3 separate regions of the Mus musculus genome follow, and regions 1 and 2 are each linked to region 3. Evidence: chromatin contacts called from public HiChIP or PLAC-seq and promoter capture Hi-C data. All regions are on one chromosome and are shown on one strand. The core of a region is the stretch at or near the end of the contact, and the rest is flanking DNA. Distances in the headings are between cores, read along the strand shown. Region 1 holds the start of Mael (maelstrom spermatogenic transposon silencer). Region 2 overlaps Dusp27 (dual specificity phosphatase 27 (putative)). Region 3 holds the start of Creg1 (cellular repressor of E1A-stimulated genes 1).

Region 1 (3,863 bases), core at 598-3,097, 470 kb before region 3:
CCTGATACCAATATTTAGTAAGAACAGCTGTCCAATCACGTGTGACTTGGGTCTTGGAACCCTCCCTAACCACAGGCAGAGATGGAATAAAGAAAGAACAGATGTACACAGACCCACAGTGTCGCTGGGATCTGGTGTGAGTCTTCTAACCTGCTGATACCTAGAACCTCAATATATCTATTAGGTACCAAAGAAGGGGAGTTAGCGAGTCGCCATAGGAGGTCTGTGCAGGTGAGCAGTTTCAGACTGTAAACATCCACTCGGGGGCCACAGTAATTGCTAGCACTGAGCAATCAATTATTCATTCATAAACATTCATTCTCATACTCTCCAGGAAAGCTTTATCATTTCTCTGGCGCCTGGCCCATATAGGTAACAACTTTGCCAGTTTCTCACTGGTATGTTTTGGGTCATGGTCCTGCCCACGTCAACAAAAGCACATTCTTTCGGGACGCTACTCACTCAGAACTTCCTCTGATCCCTAAAGGAAGCACCACAAAAACAATCCATTATCTACTAAGACAGAAAAACGTTTTTAAAGTGTCAGCAACACTTCAAGTGTCAGCGACGATTCATGATCAAGAAGAGTGTATACTATAAATGTTGACTGGTTCAATACCAGAAAAATTTAGCAACATTACTAGCAAACAATTAAAACTGAGGTCATTGCTAGGCTGGGACTCCTGTTCAGTCTCTTCACAAGCTGGAAAACCCTGTTTATTCCCCTTCCACCAACTCCACCTACAAAGAAAAAACACCTCACTACTCAGTGTTCCAGCAACCCACCCATGAGTGCCTGCTCAGGGGCTCACTTTTTGACCATGTAAGGGCAAATACCAGCTCCTAACTCACATGTCATCACCCCATGCCCAAGACCCATTAAAAAACCAACCAACCAAACAAACAAAAAAACTAACCCTTGTTTTTGCCTGGATATGTGACCTTGCTGACCTTGACCTGTGAAATCCGATGAACCCACCAGAGAGCTGCCTCCAAATAAACCTGCCATTATCTACTTTTAATCTGGTCTAATCTGGCTGATTATCTGTCAGTGACAGAGAGAAAAGATGATCAAGTTATCTGAAAAGATAAAAATTTTAAATGAATTTTCAACTCTACTTATACACAAATTAAGTAACTCGAATACACAAAGGAATGTAGTTGGGAAGTGCAATGAGAAAACCCAGGCAAGATCAAGCAGCACAGTTTGAACCAGTATGAGAACTCACTATTACTAAATACACAGGCTCAACCTTGAGTCAGCAGTAACCAAGTAGATGAGAAAAGCATTTCACAATAACTTCGAAAAATGATACCTACTAATAAAACTGACCCCTCCCCAAATTACCCAGACCTTATAAGAAAGCCTATAAAACTTTATTCATGGATGTTTTGTGAAACAGAAGTTTTCAAATATGTTGTGGTTGTTGTTGTTGTTTGTCGTCGTCTTGAAAACACCCTCCTGTCCCCACCTTTTCCCTCTCAGTGCTTTACACAAGCTCGCTAGTTCGGGAATGTGAAACACCCAGGAACCGAAAGCACCTGCGAGTCCTCTTCCTACTAACGGGGTACATCAAGCAACAATGTACAGGGAAAAAATAATAATAAAAGTACCAGGCCTACCACGTGACAATCCCCGCCTACCGGGCAAGCGAGTCAGCCAATCACAGTGCTCTCCCCACCTGCGCCTCGCTCCTCCTCCCTCCCGCCCCCTCCGCCCCCTCACGCACGAGGTGGAATCCAGTTTCAGGCTGTTTTCACCCCCACAGCAGGGGGCCCAATGCGGCTGCGCGCTGCACCCTGATTGGCCAAGTGCCGGGCTGAAGCGCGCGCAGGCTCCGAGCTCGGTTACTAAGGGCGGGAGCCCGGCAAGGGCGCCGGCTGCTTGCTGCGTCTCTGGAGGGCGTCGAGGCCCGACGACGCCATGCCCAACCGCAGGGCCAGCCGCAATGCCTACTATTTCTTCGTACAGGAGAAGATTCCCGAACTGCGCCGGCGAGGCCTGCCGGTGGCCCGCGTGGCAGACGCCATCCCCTACTGCTCGGCCGACTGGGCGGTGAGGCAGCGGGCAGTTGGGCAGCGGGGAGGGCGCGGTGGGAACCCAGCCTGGGGGGAGCCCGTGGAGGGGACACAGCCCAAGGGCAGGACCAACCGACAGAACCTTCCAGAACCGGGGTGTGGATCGGACGCCTCACCCTCACAGCTCGCCTCTCTTGTATCCCTCTTCTCCCCAAGCTCTTGAGGGAGGATGAGAAGGAGAAATACTCAGAAATGGCTCGAGAGTGGAGAGCAGCCCAGGGAAAGGATTCTGGGCCTTCAGAGAAGCAGGTAAGGGCAGCCACCTCTCGCCCGCCCACCCTTGGACTCCAGCCACGGTGGAGCCCGAGGAACCTTCGGGAAGTTTCCAGATAGTGCAGAAGCCCCAGGGGAAAGGCAGGTTTGGGGTTGGGGGTCAGGGTTTGCACTAAACGGCTCCCCGACTGCCTTTCAGTTCTTACCGGTTAGACAGCTGTAATAATAATTTTTAAAAAGCGTAGGCTTTTATTTAAATGGTTCCTAGAAACAAGCTTGTTAACAGTTCTTTAAATATTGTAATAACAAGACGTGAAGACCTGGGTTAACATTTGTAGATCCTACAGAACCCCCCCCCCCCCCAAATAGTTAAGCAAATTCCAGAGTATTGGGATAGTAGACTACTAAGTCAGTATCTACAAGGTCAATAAAGAAGTCTTTTTCTTCTCCCTTATGCTGCTTTTCTGTTTGTACATACCGAAATTTCATTCTTAAATTTGTGACATTGGATTGAAATTCAAAATTGTGGCAAGTTATTTGTAAATATGGTAGGTAGATTTACATTTTAAGTTGATGTCTTAAGTCAGGTGGATTTTTGAGGATCTGTGCTTGTGAGCTTTGATTGCTCTTATCAGATTTTTCTATAAAACATATCTCCTTAAGGGACTAGTGATGGCTCACTGGCTAAAAGCTCTGGCTACTCTTCCAAAAGTTCCAGATTTGAGTCGGTGCACCCACATGGTGACTCACAGCCATCTGTAACTCCAGTTCCCAAGGGTTCTGATGCCCTCCTCTGGCTTCCACTGGTGCTGCGCACACACACGTGACACACATACATGCAGCCAAGCACACACACGGGGGGGGGGGGGGGGGGGAATGAAAATTTGAAGAAAAAATTCTCCACAAAACTTAAGTATATTGTACGTGCTTGAGTTGTGATAGTTGGAGGCACAACCTTTTGTAATTTTCACTTTTAAATGAAAACCACAAATAACATTATAGACTTTAGGATTTTGTTCTGTTTTCTTTAAATACTCTTATTCTGCACACCAGCCTGGCGTTTAGTAGGTAGTGACTCGGGGAAGTAAGATGATAGAGAGTGCGCAAATGGCTTTCAGCTATAGCTACTTATACTCGCCTTCCCATAGAGTGCTGTGGTTGGCTGGTATTTACTGATAAAAATAATGTTTTCATTGGCCTTGAGGGAATGCTGACATAGTCCACGGGCTATTTTGAGGTTACTTTATTACATTTAAATATGGGAAGTAAAGTATCTAGCAATGGCTCTGCTTAAAAGTGTTTGATTGGTGATTCTCTTACTTTCAGAAACTTGTATCTACACCACTGAGGAGGCCAGGCATGCTTGTACCAAAACCAAGTATTTCTCCCCCTGATATGTCAAATTTATCTATAAAAAGTGATCAAGGTAGAGTATTCCTAAAATACTTCACTCAAATTTGGATAGCATATTGGGCAATTTTTTAAAAAATGTTCTGTATGATGTGGGAGGATGGAAATAGTGTTTGCCATGCCATGGAAAGGACCTGCACCCATATAAAGAGTGGTGGTCA
Region 2 (4,028 bases), core at 1,334-3,833, 350 kb before region 3:
TAGGTTTATATCTCCTGCCGGCAGCAGACTCAGAGAAATATTGGTGTCTACATTCCACACTCTACACTGGATAATGCCAAGCAGCCTGGAGCAGACATACTGTGAGGAAATGTTTGTTTCCATTTCAGGAGGAAATGTTTGTTCTCCTTGTATCCCTGTTATAAAGCTGACAACTGCCCCAAAGTATAGATCTTCCTGATATCTTGTCATGGTCTCTGACTCAGTAGCCAAGTTCAGTTTTTACTTCCAGGAGCAGGAATAACTCTCAGGCATATCTATTCTTAAATTTTAATTATAAATCTTTCTTCAGAGTCTCAGAGTTTAGGCACACTTAGGACAGAGCCTCAATTTCTGCATTAGTCATTTGAAACTAAGTCTGAAAACTGGCTGTGGCGGCACAGGCCTGTAATTCCAGAACTCAGGAGGTGGGAGCAGAATGCTGGATTTGAGCTAGCCTAGGCTATGCAGAGAGTTCAAGCCAGCCTGAGTTACACAGTGAGACCATGTGTCAAATAAAACAACCACAAAAACCAAACAAACACACAGACAGTTCAGGCCAGACTGGGTTACCTAGTGAGACCAGGTGCCACAAAACCAAACAACGCCATACAAAAGCACCGATCTTCATTTGAAGGGACCATAGTTTAGAGGAAATGACATGCATGATCAAGGCCCCTCAAAAAAAGTGAACCAGACCAAGTTCCCACCAACACCACATGCTAAACTCCTTGTGGGCATCTTTCCACAGCAGATAATTGAGGGCACATCTTGTGTTAATTTCAATCAGTGTCAGATCACAGATGTGAGAAAGCCTTTTGGGGTCTACCATGGATGACAACTTGTGAAAGATGTTCCCTGGGAGCTGTCTGCACAAAGTACAGGCTGTCTGTCTGTAGTTTGGAGAATTTCTTCTTGGGAAGTTTATTGTTTATATAACCCTGAAGAGAGGCTGTACACATCTTCTTAAGTTTCAGGAACTTCCTGAGACTTGTGAGTTATTTACTTCCTGAATGGTAAGAAACCTTCTTCCTTCCTCCAGAAAGGAGTGTTTCAATGCAGAGGAAATTACTATGCAATGTATGACAGCTCAGGACTCCCAGGGAGAATACCATAATCCAGGAGGGGAACCTGCCTCAAGACCTGGGCCCACGATCCAGCAAGGTGGCTAGAAGAACTAGAGGAACCACCATCTTGCCCCCAAGAAAGATGAAAACCAAAGAATAAATAGCTGTTATTTCACTGCAATCCTTGGGGGAAGGGGGTGCTGACAGGCAGATAGAATGGAAAAAGGCACAGTGACCTTAAAAAATAGACTAAAATGTCTTGTAGAAACTCAGCTGCTGCCCAGTTTAACCCAAATGACCTGCGGACAGTCCTTCTTCCAGCTGAAGAAAAAAAGGGCTAGCTGTTCATGTAAGCCTTAAAGATTGTACAACTTGGCTTCAGGAGTGCGGAGACCACGTAGGGACAGAGCACAGCCATAATGTAGGTTTTGCATTTGGCTTGCTTTTTGGGCCTCACACGTAGCAAATACTTGATCAGTTGTAGATCTTGTTGCTGGTTGTTGTAACTGCCATGTTCCCTTAAATGCAGTGCCACTAAGGACAAATTCAGTCTGTGAGTCAGAAAATACCTGTTATACCATTTGCTGGGTGCCAAGCCATACATTGCCTAGGTTCTAGAACACAATGCTCAACAGAATATCCATCCACATTCCTTCCCTTCCTTCCCTCATGCAGAGCAGAGACAAGCACAGGAAACAGCTACTTAGGAACACATTTCATAAGTAAGTCTGAAGTTTCATTTGGTAGAATAACACAAAGGAAAGCAGTATGATGTAAGACTAGAAGGGACTTCCCTAAAGAAGAGATGGTCGAACTGAGACCCGAAAGAAGAGGAGACTAAGCAACCACACTGCTATAACAGGCTTCCGCCAAGACCTGTGGCAGAAGGAAACAACTTTATGAAGACTAGAGTGCCAGACAGGAGTAGAATATGAAGAACCTAGTGCAAGGACTTGGGCTGGAGAGAAGGTCAAAGAGCAGAACCTCAGAGACCGTGGAGTTTGATTCCTCTGATGGGATGCAGACAGTTTTCCCGATGCCTAGAGTAATCCACCTAGGCAGACAGTCATCCATTTATCAGTTTTTATCCATTTTTCAGGTACATGCACTTACCCATTCACTGCTCATTTATCCCCATGCTCTGGAGACAGGCATGAGATGGCTGCCTAAACTGTCCCTACATCAATGGGTACTCTACTTTTGTTTTTCATTGTTTTTACCAAGCAATGAGATCTCTAAAGATATCTCTTGTTCTCTCTTGCAATGGTAATATCTGCAGTTGTTCCCTCCTGAGTTAGTTACTTTCCTCTTTACTGGTACAGAATTTCCAATGAAAGAAGAGTTAAAGGGGAAAAAAAGGTTGGTTTGGGCACACAGTTTCTGAGATATTATAGTACACCACGGCAGGGAAGATGATAACGGGAATGACTTCATCTTTGGCAGTGGAGGCATGTGATAGTGGTCCCTCCCTTGCAGCCAACCAGGAAACAGAGAGAAATAGGTTCAAGCTGGAGGCAAGTGTAACCTTCAAGGTCAACTAGTGACTCACTTCTGCCACACATCCCAAAAGTTCTCAAAACAGTACCACCAGCTAGGGAGCAAATGTTCAAACACAGGAGCCTGCAGGGGACAGTTCATATTCAAACTGTAGTGTTCCATCCCTGGTCCTCACAGGATCGTGGCCATTTCATGATGCATTTTGAAATGCATTGGGACAACTTTAAGATTCCCCACAGTCCTAATCGTTTCACCAGTGTTGACTAGTTCAAAGTCAGTTCAGAAACTCAAGGTAAAGTTTTAGTTGTGTCCTCTAATAAAAACAAACAAACAGGGGCTAGTGAGATGGCTCAGTGGGTAAGAGCACCCGACTGTTCTTCCGAAGGTCCAGAGTTCAAATCCCAGCAACCACATGGTGGCTCACAACCATCCGTAACGAGATCTAACTCCCTCTTCTGGGGTGTCTGAAGACAGCTACAGTGTACTTACATATAATAAATAAATAAATCTTTAAAAAAAAAACAAAACAAAACAAAACAAACAAACAAACACCAAACACTCAAGTTTTTAAAAAATAATTATTTGTTTTATTTATATATACACTGTCGCTGTCTTCAAACACACCAGAAGAGGGAAACTCATCCCATTACAAATGGTTATGAGTCACCATGTGGTTGTTGGGAATTGAACTCAGGAAGAGCAGTCAGTGCTCTCAACCACTGAGCCATCTCTCCACCCCCCAGATTCTTTTCTGGAGTGTGGCATGCATGACCTCTAACCCAGTCCCCAACAGTCTCTGTTCTCATCTGAAACTCACAAGCCAAGTTTGTATTGTCCTCATTTTGCTCAGGATTCTAGTGTTCTGAGCTCCAACTTGAGTGGCCCATTAACCTCTTACAGCACTTCAGAGTTTTGTTTTCCCACAGTGCACATCATAAGCCAGTTGCAAAAGCTGTATGGTCAGCTTTAGTCACAGAATAATATCATTTTATTGATATCAATTCCCTTTTCTTTTTAAAAAAATACTTTTCATTTAGTCAATGTGTATGAGTGTTCTATCTGTATATACACCTGTATGCCAGGAGACCACATCAGAACTCATTATAAATGGTTGTAAGCCCACCATGTGGTTGCTGGGAATTGAACTCAGGACCTCTGGAAGAGCAGCCAATGCTCTTAACTGCTTAGCCATTTCTCCACCCCCAATGCCAATTTTCTGTATTTCCTACTTTTTCATCGTTGTGACTGAATAACTGACAGGATGACACAAGAGAAAAACGTTTTATTTTAGCTTATGGTTTTGGAGAGAAAACAATCTATCATGATAGGGAAAGCATTAGCTGTAGGATTGGCTACATCCTTGATCTTGGGAATATACAGAGATGGACCAGAAGACAGAGGACACTAGACCTGAACCTGAGATACATACAGTCTTCAAGGTACTTTCACCAGGTAGGCCAAAAGTTC
Region 3 (3,795 bases), core at 638-3,137:
GTGAATAGCAGATTCTAGAGAAGTGAAACGGGCTGGTTAAAAAAAGGGGCGAGTTGGGGTCAATATATCTGGCTGGGAGGGACAGCGGCTTCTATTACTTTTGTCTCTCAGAAAAATATAGCCCCACCCCCACTCCCAGTGCTGCTAGGTCTTTAACCTTTTCAAGAAGAGTTAGAAACTTAAAGAGCAAATCAATAGACTTTGTTCTCTAAAATTTTATCCTGCGTGTGTGTGCGCACGCGTGCAGAGTGCAGGTGCACCACAGGTGCATTGGGTATTAATGAGTGTATGGTGTGGCCAGAGGTCAGTTTTGGAGGTCACTCCTCAGAAGCTGGAGCCATCCAACTGGCTTTTTGAGCCAGGCTCTCTCTCCCTGCGGTCTGAAGCTCACTGACTCCGCTTGGCTGGCAGGCCAGGGAGCTAGCCACCTGGCCAGTGCAAGATCACACGTGTGTGCAAGTGTGTGCAAGCCGTTGAGCCAGTGTAGGATCACATGTGCGTGCAAGCTGTCAAGATGGGTACTGAGGACCAAATACAGGTCCTCGCGCCTACATGGCAAGTATTTTACCAACTGGGCTATTTCCCTAGCCCCTAGGATTGCAGTTTTAAAAGGCAGTAGCTAATTTAAATTTGTTTAGAACAATACAGAACTCTGTGGAGGCTGAAGAAAACGGGTCTCTTCTATTCTAGCACATGGGTCCCAGTCCTGTGGCCTGTGCTTTGAAGACAAGTGGGTCTGAGGTGAACTAGGGTTGGCCCCCTGGCTTTGCGCAAATTACTTAACCTCATGTCTTCATCTGTAAACCCGGAATAGCCATGCCTGTTTCTAAGAGTTACTACAAGAGACAATGAATGAAAACAGGTGGAACCGAAAAGCCCTAGGCACATACCATGGCAAGGGCTTGGTTAAAGCGTCGGCGTCTCTTGGCTCACTGTTTACCACGACACCAAGCTTTCTCAGTTTTGCCACAGACCCTCCACCGAGTCAGGCTTCATTTCTGGGCTCCTGTGTGGCCTTTCCCTCCCAGGCTGTTTCCACCTGAGCTGTAAGCAGAGCCAGGTCCGCAGTCAACTATAATGCTGTGTAGTAGTTTCCCACTGCTGATAGGTAAAGGTAGGGAAGAGAATCTCCGAAGTCACATAAGCCAAACGCTAAACTATCCAACAATCTGTATGCCTTTAGATCACAAGAGTGCAGTTTATGCAGAGACAGCGCCTAAAGAGGACGCCTGACTATCTGAAGGGTGTGAAGTGCTCCAGGTACTGGCAAAGAATTTACCCCAAGCGCTTAGACCAGTAACAGGGTAAGTAGGAACTTCCTGGTAGTTCCCCAACATCTGGGATGCTACAACCTCCGCCTAGCCAGCGCAGGCCAGAAGAGACAGTCATGTGAGCTGGGTTCAAAAGTCTTATCTCTAAGACCCACGCTCTCCCCAGCGAGCTAAACTGGAGACGCTGGTTTCCTGCTCTGCCGGGTCTGGGAAACCGCGCCGCGCTCCCGCTCACCTGCAGGTCGCTCACGGCTTGCTGCAGTGGACTCAGGTACATGTAGGGCTCGCCCGTGCCTTCTCCCGGAGGACCGTCACTGATTGAGATGATGTCCGCGAAGGGCCAGCCGCGCACCTCCTTTATTGTGGAGATAGTGGCCAGCGAGCCCCAGTCTGAGACGTGAGTCACGAAGCGGGCCACGCGCGGCCCGTCTTCGCGGGGTGGCAGCGGAGGCAATCGCCTGTCCACGTCCCAGTCCCCGTGGTCCCGGCCTCCGCGACCCGAGGCCGGCGACACCAGTAGTGCCACCAGCGCGGGCGCCAGAAGGGCAGCAAGCAGGGAACGCGCGAGCTCAGGAGCACGGGCAGCCATGACGCTGACTGCGGAGTCCCTGCCCACCGACCAAACTCTGCCGGGGTAACTATTGCCTGCCCGTTGTTCCGCCCCTCCGAGAAAGCCAATCAGAGATGAGCAGGCAAGAGGGGGCGTGGCTCCAGTGCAACCCAGTTTCCAGAAGCATATGGTCTGTTCACCGTGTCCTGTGATCTGCTCTGTGAAGAGTGCGAATTTGCCCTAAAGAGATATTTGTTTTGCTTGTTTGATTTACAGACAGATAAATGAGGTCTAGAAGAAATTAAGCAACTTCCTAAGTCACAGTGCTAGAAAAAAGCTGCCTGCATGCACGCACACACCTCCTTTTTAATGTCTTTGAGTATGCTTGCCTGGCATCTAAGAGAACGTGAGTTTTCTGTGTGCTCTTTTCTGTTTACTGACTGTTAGCAAGCAAGCCTATATGTAGTACAGTACAGAAATACCGACATGCAGGAACTTAAAAATTCCTGGCCCAGAAGAGTCTTCAGATAAAGCCACTTTGTTAGTTTTCGGTATCCCACTCAAGACTTTGACCTTGTCCATTTGAGACCTGTCAAGTCATCTAGCTCGGTTAAATTCGTGGTTTCATGCATTTATTCTGGCAGATCCTCCAAGCCCGTGGAGGATTTTCATTCTGCTACCCTAGGGAGTTAGAAAATGTATGCAAACGTGTTTGCGTCGTTTTAAAACTGTGGCCACTGTTAGAATCTTTTAAGCCCCACCCATCCTATAGTCTGAATCAGGCCACACCTCTCTGCAGCTCTCTCTCTTCCTAACAGAGTTATGAAGCAGTCCGTGCTTAGCCGCTACTCTTTTTTCTTTCTTAAAAAAATATTAGGTATTTTCTTCATTTACATTTCAAATGCTATCCCGAAAGTCCCCTGTACCCCCCCCTCCCCTACCCACCCACTCCTACTTCTTGGCCCTGGTGTTCCCCTGTACTGGGGCATATAAAGTTTGCAAGACCAAGGGGCCTTTCTTCCCAATGATGGCCGACTAGGCTATCTTCTGCTACATATGCAGCTAGAGACACGATCTCTGGGGGTACTGGTTAGTTCATGTTGTTGTTCCACCTATAGGGTTGCAGACCCCTTCAGCTCCTTGGCAGCTCCTCTTAGTCTGTGGCACCCAGCTCCCTGTCATGTAGGCCAGGATGAACTAAATCATGGGATGTGAAACTTCCTGACACCTCTAAAATGATATAAAAATCAGGCTTAGCCTCTATTCTAGGGACTGGTGTGAGACTCCTAAAGGAGATTTCTGGAAAGATATTCTGAGGTCTGCCTCTAGCTAGCCCCCCACCCCAATCTGGCCCACTACTCTGTCTTTCTCCTGATCTCTGTCTGTCTCTCTGTCTCTCTCTCTGTCTCTGCCTCTCTCTCTCTCTCTCTCTCTCTCTCTCTCTCTCTCTCCCATTCACGTGTGTTGAGGTTTGGTCTTTTGCTATGTATTGTAATGCTAGGTTCTATATGAGAAAGTCTAGCCCTATTAGTGACTTCTCATGCTTACAAGCTTTTGTTGTACAGACCTTGTTCCTTGATTTACATCTATTGGTTAAATAAAATTGGCTGCAGCCAGTCATTGGAAGGATTAGAGGTAGGTGAGACGGGGAAAGAGGAAGAATGAAAGAGGAGGAGGAGGAGGAAGAAGAAGAGGAGAAAGAAGATGAGGAGGAAGAGGAAGAGCAGGAGGAGGAGTAGAGAAAGAGGAAGAAGAGGAGGAGGAGGTACCATGAGCACATGGTCAGGAGAAACAGCAAGTGTCTGGGGTACACCAATAGAGAGGAAGCCAGGCCTGTAGTTAGAAGAGTAGATTAGGGGTCACCCCCAGTATTCATCAAAGCCAAATAAAATAGCCATAGCCTGAGTCTCATTTATTTGTAAGCTAGTCAGAGATAAGCTTAAACTGTTTGTACTACACACATTCTTTTTTGTT

The links. Promoter capture Hi-C pulls out the DNA fragments that hold promoters and counts their contacts. HiChIP or PLAC-seq counts read pairs in DNA pulled down with a chosen protein or histone mark.
Region 1: a promoter capture Hi-C map of stem cell-derived epiblast-like cells shows a contact between it and region 3, with 3 times the contacts expected there. The contact joins the promoter of Mael here to the promoter of Creg1 in region 3. A contact is called at or near these places in 13 of 39 promoter capture datasets (the 3T3-L1 cell line, cranial neural crest, embryonic stem cells and 6 more), 1 of 15 datasets of contacts at CTCF or cohesin (large pre-B cells), 1 of 484 Hi-C or Micro-C datasets (embryonic stem cells), 2 of 115 datasets of contacts at active chromatin or transcription factors (astrocytes and embryonic basal ganglia) and 1 of 9 other capture datasets (pancreatic islet).
Region 2: an H3K4me3 HiChIP or PLAC-seq map of bone marrow-derived macrophages shows a contact between it and region 3, with 3 times the contacts expected there. The contact joins the enhancer-like site here to the promoter of Creg1 in region 3. A contact is called at or near these places in 15 of 39 promoter capture datasets (the 3T3-L1 cell line, the C10 cell line, cranial neural crest and 10 more), 1 of 15 datasets of contacts at CTCF or cohesin (embryonic stem cells), 17 of 484 Hi-C or Micro-C datasets (B cells, CD4 T cells, CD8 T cells and 7 more), 19 of 115 datasets of contacts at active chromatin or transcription factors (bone marrow-derived dendritic cells, bone marrow-derived macrophages, cardiomyocytes and 7 more) and 2 of 9 other capture datasets (adipose tissue and macrophages).

The regions. Positions count from the first base shown.
Region 1 is chr1:166,236,728-166,240,590 of GRCm38.p6, reverse strand. Mael (maelstrom spermatogenic transposon silencer) reads left to right here and starts at 1,847. Exons shown (of 12, transcript NM_175296.4): 1 at 1,847-2,056; 2 at 2,236-2,328; 3 at 3,619-3,718. The coding sequence starts at 1,925.
Region 2 is chr1:166,113,761-166,117,788 of GRCm38.p6, reverse strand. The region is part of intron 2 of Dusp27 (dual specificity phosphatase 27 (putative)); the gene reads left to right. Among named protein-coding and RNA genes, the nearest start is that of Dusp27, 12 kb to the left of the region's middle. Within about 2 kb of position 2,583, at least 10 of the 459 cell types and tissues checked have an H3K27ac peak or open chromatin away from gene starts, as enhancers often do. A contact at or near this core is called in bone marrow-derived macrophages and hematopoietic stem and progenitor cells, where this site is marked.
Region 3 is chr1:165,761,850-165,765,644 of GRCm38.p6, reverse strand. Creg1 (cellular repressor of E1A-stimulated genes 1) reads right to left here and starts at 1,887. Exons shown (of 4, transcript NM_011804.3): 1 at 1,507-1,887. The coding sequence starts at 1,860.